2 separate regions of the Mus musculus genome follow, and region 2 is linked to region 1. The links are chromatin contacts, called in public HiChIP or PLAC-seq maps. All regions are on one chromosome and are shown on one strand. Each heading gives the region's core, a stretch centred on a gene start, on an enhancer-like site or on the middle of the called end of the contact. The rest is flanking DNA. Distances are from core to core; before and after follow the strand shown.

Evidence for each region. HiChIP or PLAC-seq counts read pairs in DNA pulled down with a chosen protein or histone mark.
Region 2: an H3K27ac HiChIP or PLAC-seq map of the HPC-7 cell line shows a contact between it and region 1, with 7 times the contacts expected there. The contact joins two enhancer-like sites. A contact is called at or near these places in 1 of 15 datasets of contacts at CTCF or cohesin (the G1E-ER4 cell line), 19 of 484 Hi-C or Micro-C datasets (the BV-2 cell line, the Ba/F3 cell line, the C10 cell line and 14 more) and 2 of 115 datasets of contacts at active chromatin or transcription factors (CD8 T cells and the HPC-7 cell line).

The regions. Positions count from the first base shown.
Region 1 is chr2:18,371,125-18,373,759 of GRCm38.p6, reverse strand. All of the region lies in intron 1 of Dnajc1 (DnaJ heat shock protein family (Hsp40) member C1), which reads left to right. Among named protein-coding and RNA genes, the nearest start is that of Dnajc1, 20 kb to the left of the region's middle. Within about 2 kb of position 1,324, at least 20 of the 459 cell types and tissues checked have an H3K27ac peak or open chromatin away from gene starts, as enhancers often do. A contact at or near this core is called in the HPC-7 cell line, where this site is marked.
Region 2 is chr2:18,523,182-18,525,816 of GRCm38.p6, reverse strand. No RefSeq gene overlaps it. Among named protein-coding and RNA genes, the nearest start is that of n-TNgtt9, 63 kb to the left of the region's middle. Within about 2 kb of position 1,291, at least 26 of the 459 cell types and tissues checked have an H3K27ac peak or open chromatin away from gene starts, as enhancers often do. A contact at or near this core is called in the HPC-7 cell line, where this site is marked.

The DNA of each region.
Region 1 (2,635 bases), core at 75-2,574:
AAACAGCAAAGAGGTTGAAGACCTGTAACAAGCTTTGCTGAGAGAAGGAAAAGAGATTAATGGTCCTTTTATCTATTGAACGATAGTCTGACTTGCAGAGTTGCTTCATCAGTAAAGCTATTGTGGACAAAGGGGAAAAAAGCAAACTAAGCTATCTCTTTTACTGGAATTCTGCCTTTAAGTTGCATTTCATCATTCCTTCTTTAGATAGGCTTTCTCCACATGCCAGATATTTCTCCTATATCCCTATGTATGGGTTCATATGTTGCAAGATTGTAGTCTCCAAACTGCAGAAATTGCAGGAAAGAGTGGGTGGGGGTAGAGTCCTCCAAAATGTATAGATGCTATGAGGACTAATGAAAGCAACAAGACCCTAAAAATTAATTACATCCCCACAAGCATTTCCATCTGCCTTCTAAGCCAGTTCTTAAAATCCTCCTTCTTCTTAGGGGAGATCTAGGGTGGTTTCTGTTTTAGATTATTTGAAAAAATTTTAAATTCTGATCTCAAGTAGAATGTTTAGCATAGGTGGCATAGTTTTTCAGGAATATTGCCTTCCTGACTCAGATACTATATTAGCTATATTAAGGTTTTGTCTTGTTTTGTTTTTGTTTGTTTGTTTTTGCTTTGTTTAGTAGAGGGAAATAAAAAAAAAAAAACCTTAATACTTGACTTTCCGCTTCTGGATGACTGTATTTTGGTCACATGCTTGGGATCAGGTCTAAACTCACATCCTAAACTGACTTAGCAGTTATTGAGAACACATGCACGAGGTCTGGACATTGGGCCACGTGAGTTGTTGTTTGGGTCTAAGAATTAGTGCTTTGGGTACTTGCTTCACCTTTACAAAATGTATTTTGATTCAAGGTTTGGTTTATGTGGCTATCTAGAAAAGAAGGAAGTGGATTTCTGAGAGGAATCTTTACCAAATCTGCATGTTGTAACTTAAACTTACCTAGATTGCAGCTTTTAGCTAAATAGTGTGTTTACGTGGCATAGTGTATCATATTGTTTTCATTTCTCTTGAAGTCTGATGGTAGCTAAGATAAATTCCTGAAGTTTGTCTGGTATTTGAATACTAAGTCCTAGTATTCTAGTTTGTCTGCTTCTAGCTCGTGAGATTATTTCAGGAAGTAGGGGACAGCTGTGTGATGAATAATGTCTGAGAAAGCATCCGTGTGCTCTGGCTCGCTCTCGAGCAGGGTGAGGGGTTTCTGCTACTTACACTTACCATCAGCCCCTATGGCTCTTCACTGATGCTGCTTCGTTTGATGAGACCCTTTACTGCGGTTGTACTGGAGTTATGGAAGAGAAGAGAAATAGGAGAGCCCGTGGGTAACCTAAATTTGTGAAAAGACTGAGGGAAGCTCGTCTCTTCCTTCACCGATCTTAACATGATCATAGAAATCAATAAATATAGCCTTTGTCCCAAGAAGACAGAATTCTTCAGCTCTTTTGCATTTTGTGGCTTAGGAAGAAGAGTTGAGAGAAGCCAGAGCTGAGAACATCCCTTGCTCCTGAAAGGCAAGGGCAATCATTTTAAGTGGCTGTTAATCTTTATTGGGTCTGGATTCCTTCAGACTTGTCCTCGAGCTATCTGTTAGCATTTTGACCAGACAGTTTTGTTTGTTTGTTCATTTGCTTGAGATGTAATCTCACTATGTTACCCCTGGCTGACCTGAAACCCACTGTGTAGACTAAGCTGGCCTTGAACCCAAAGAGATCTGTTTGTCTTTGCCTCCCAAGTGCTGAAAGGCATCTATCACCATGCCTGGCTTTAATTAGTAATTTTTAAAGTATTATTAAGATTCAGTGATAACTGGTGTGTTTGGAGAAAACTTGACATGCTGTTTTTGCATGTAGGATAATGTTGAGCCTTTGAGGGTGTGAGTAACAGGAAAATAGAGAGCTAAGTGTGGTGTGGTGCTCCTGTAATCTTGGCATTTGGGAGGCTGAGACCTCAGGATCAGAAGTTTGAAGACAGCTTTGACTATAAAGCATTTTGAGGCCTGATTGAGCTACATAAGACCTTGTCTTAACAACAAAACAAAAATGCAATAAAAAGACACAACATTTATGTGGATGGCCTTAGTTTATCATTGAACAAATCACATCTTTTGCAGTCTCACATACTTTATAGAAATAAAGCTTTTCACATAAGCCAGTAAGTATTTCACAAGATGTTCTTTACCAAATATTTGAACACCGTGTTGCGGTGTGGGTTTTTTAGTTTTTAGAGTGTGTGGAAATAGGATTCTTGCTCTCAAATACACATAGTTAAAAGAAGCCATATGCCTGTTTGGGAAGCAGGAAGATGAAACAGCAGTACGCCTGTTACTGTCTTAAAAAATACAAAGCTTTTCAAGATGCAAAGGGTTTTTTTGTTTTTGTTTTTTTAAGCCATCAGTGTAGTCACAGATAGAGCCGCTCATGCATCAGCTTGTGGTCTGTGACTTATAAACCCCTTCAGCACGCTCTACAGTCTCTCGAGAACAGTCTGCCCAAGGGAAGTTACTCTATCTGATTTTCCTAGAAGAAAAATTGAGGTGACTCTAACAAAACCAACCAAACAAATTAAACTAAAAGCAAACCTTCATGACAAAAAACTTGAGTAGTTATCATTTCATAGTAAAGA
Region 2 (2,635 bases), core at 42-2,541, 150 kb before region 1:
AGGACTATTTTACTTCCTTCTTTCCTGTTTGTATCTATTTTATGTACTTTTCTCATATTGTGCTGGTTAAGACTTTAATGGGGTGGTAGAGTTTGCTAGGGAAGCCCTCTGGTTGGAGTTTTTCCTCTCCTAAGAAATTTTGATTACTGTTTTAAGCACCTTACTAGTTAAAGGTCATTCAAAATTTCCAACCATGATTCAACTCTGGTAGATTGCACAGTTCTAAGAAAGTGTTTATTCTAGCTAGGTTATCCAGTTATCGGGTTTGCAATTGCTGATTATATTTTCTCCTGTCTTTTTGTGTTAGTGAGTGTGATAGCAATGGCCCCACTTTCATTTCTGCTATCTGCAGTCTCTTTCTCTGTCTGTCTCTCTCTGCCTCGCTCTCTGTCTCTGTCTCTGTCTCTCTCTCCTTGTGTCTCTATCTATCTCTCTGCCTCTGCCTTTCTCTCTTTCCGTCCCTCCCTCCCTCCCTCCCTCCCCCTTCCTCTCTACCTTGTGCCCTACCCCTACCTCTACTGTCTCTTTCTTAGACAGTGTAGCTAAATATTTATTAACTTTTCAGAGTTAACTTTAGATTTTGTGAATTTTTGCTATTTTTACTCTCTTTTATTTTTCTCAATCTTTATTGTCATTATTTCCTGTTATCTTAGTTTATCACTTTGTAAGGCTCCTTAAAGCACCCAGACTATAGTTTTGAGCTTTTTGTTATTTTTTTAAACTGTACTGCATATTCACAGTGACAGCTCACTCCCTTGCTTGTCCTTGTGTTTGCAGTAAGCTAGATACATTTCCAATGTGTCTTAGAATTTCTGCCTTGATGAGAGTGGTTCAGAGTATGTTGTTTGGTTTTCCCATGTTTGTAAATTTCCAATGAATTTTTAGTTTCATTTCATTATGACAAGAAAAATATTTTTATATATTCAGCCTTCTAAAATTCATTAAGGCTTGTTTTGTAGCCTAACATATGGTCTGTCCTGGAGAATATTCCATATGCACTTGACAAAAAAAATTGTGTATTTTGTAGCTGTTAGCTGAAGTTTTTTAAACGTGTGTGTGTGTGTGTGTATGCGCGCGCCTGTGTGTGTGTGTGTCTATGTATCTATCCACTATCTATACATCTGTCTGTCTTACTATGAGGCCTCTGTATCTACAATGCCCTGAGTCTGGAAAACCACACCCCTAATGGTCACACATCCGTTTTCTTATCATTGCTCAGATCTATGTTCACATAAAACCCCAGAGAAATTTTCCTCCAACCACAGGGTCTAAAGCCACACTTCAGCTCTCGGCATCCCCGTCACACTCAGTTTCCTGGTATGTTTCATAGCATACTACAATCTGAAATTATATGACTAGTAGATTCTTTACTTGTTTGCTGACCTTCCCAGCAGAACATAAGTTCAGAGAAAGAAGAGATGGTCTTGTTCTAGCAAGTAAACATCTGATGAATATTTATTAACTACCACCTTGCCCTTTAATAGGATGCCATTTCTTCTGAGATAGTTTTTTGTGGCTTTCATGCTGGGAGGCACAAGAGGCAGCTCATACTCTGGGTAAGTTTCCTGTGCATTTTCCATCTCTAAGATCTGCACTAGAATTCTCCTTGCCTTTTGTGTGAAGTTGGAAGTCTGATTGCCTGCTAAGTCTGGACTTTGCATATTAAGTTTGCCTACTTTAATGATTAAACACTTACTTTTCCCTTGGCTGGCTTTCCCCATTTTAGAGCAATTTTCATGAGACTTCTTTTCCTCAAGCAAACCGACTCGGTGGCCTTTCCACTTTGTTCCTGTTCTTCCACAAATGGCACAGTGCAGCATGTATTTTCTAGACTGATTGTTCATTAAAGTACGCTTCAAGAAACCAAACAAAAAGGAGATATAGGAAGAGGGGCACTGTGTAAAATGGCTTCAGTTTGGAAGAGAAGAGAATTTTTTTTCTAAACAGTCCTTGGTGTGAATGGCAATTTGAAAAAATGGTCACTTCAATGGAGAGATTGTTTACTGCAAGAAAAAATAAATGGACTCCTTTGTTCTCCAAATGCTGGTGGCTAGTGTGCATTTCTCCAGATTTGCACTTTATTGCTTTTTATGCTATTGTGTTGAACTACAGACTAGAGTACATATATACACACATATGTACACGTACACATACGCACGTGAAAGCACACACACACACAATCTCATATCTTCATGCATAAAATAGACATCTTGTTTTTTCTATAATTCTTTTGTTAGTTGTATACTGTTTGTTTTGTGAGAAGAGATCTCTCTCTGTAGCCTAGGCTGTCCTAGAGCTCATTGCATAGCCCATGATGACCTCAAACTTGTGGGATTCCTTTTGCCTAAGTTTCCCAAGTTTGGGGATTAAATAAAGAAATACTACAGACTATGTCCTCTCTGCATAAGTCTTTCTGTTAGAGGCAGAAATGCTGCAATTAACCAAAATGCATGCATTCCTTAATTATATATTTCAAAAAACTTGAAGTTCAAGACTGTATAATAGTTAATCTCAGTCATTAATTTCATGGAATCTGAAACTGCTTGGGAGATGGACATGCCTGTTGGGGGGATGCCTTCATAAGATCGGGAAGGAAGGCCTGCCTACAATAAGTGGCACCATTTCTAGGCTCAGA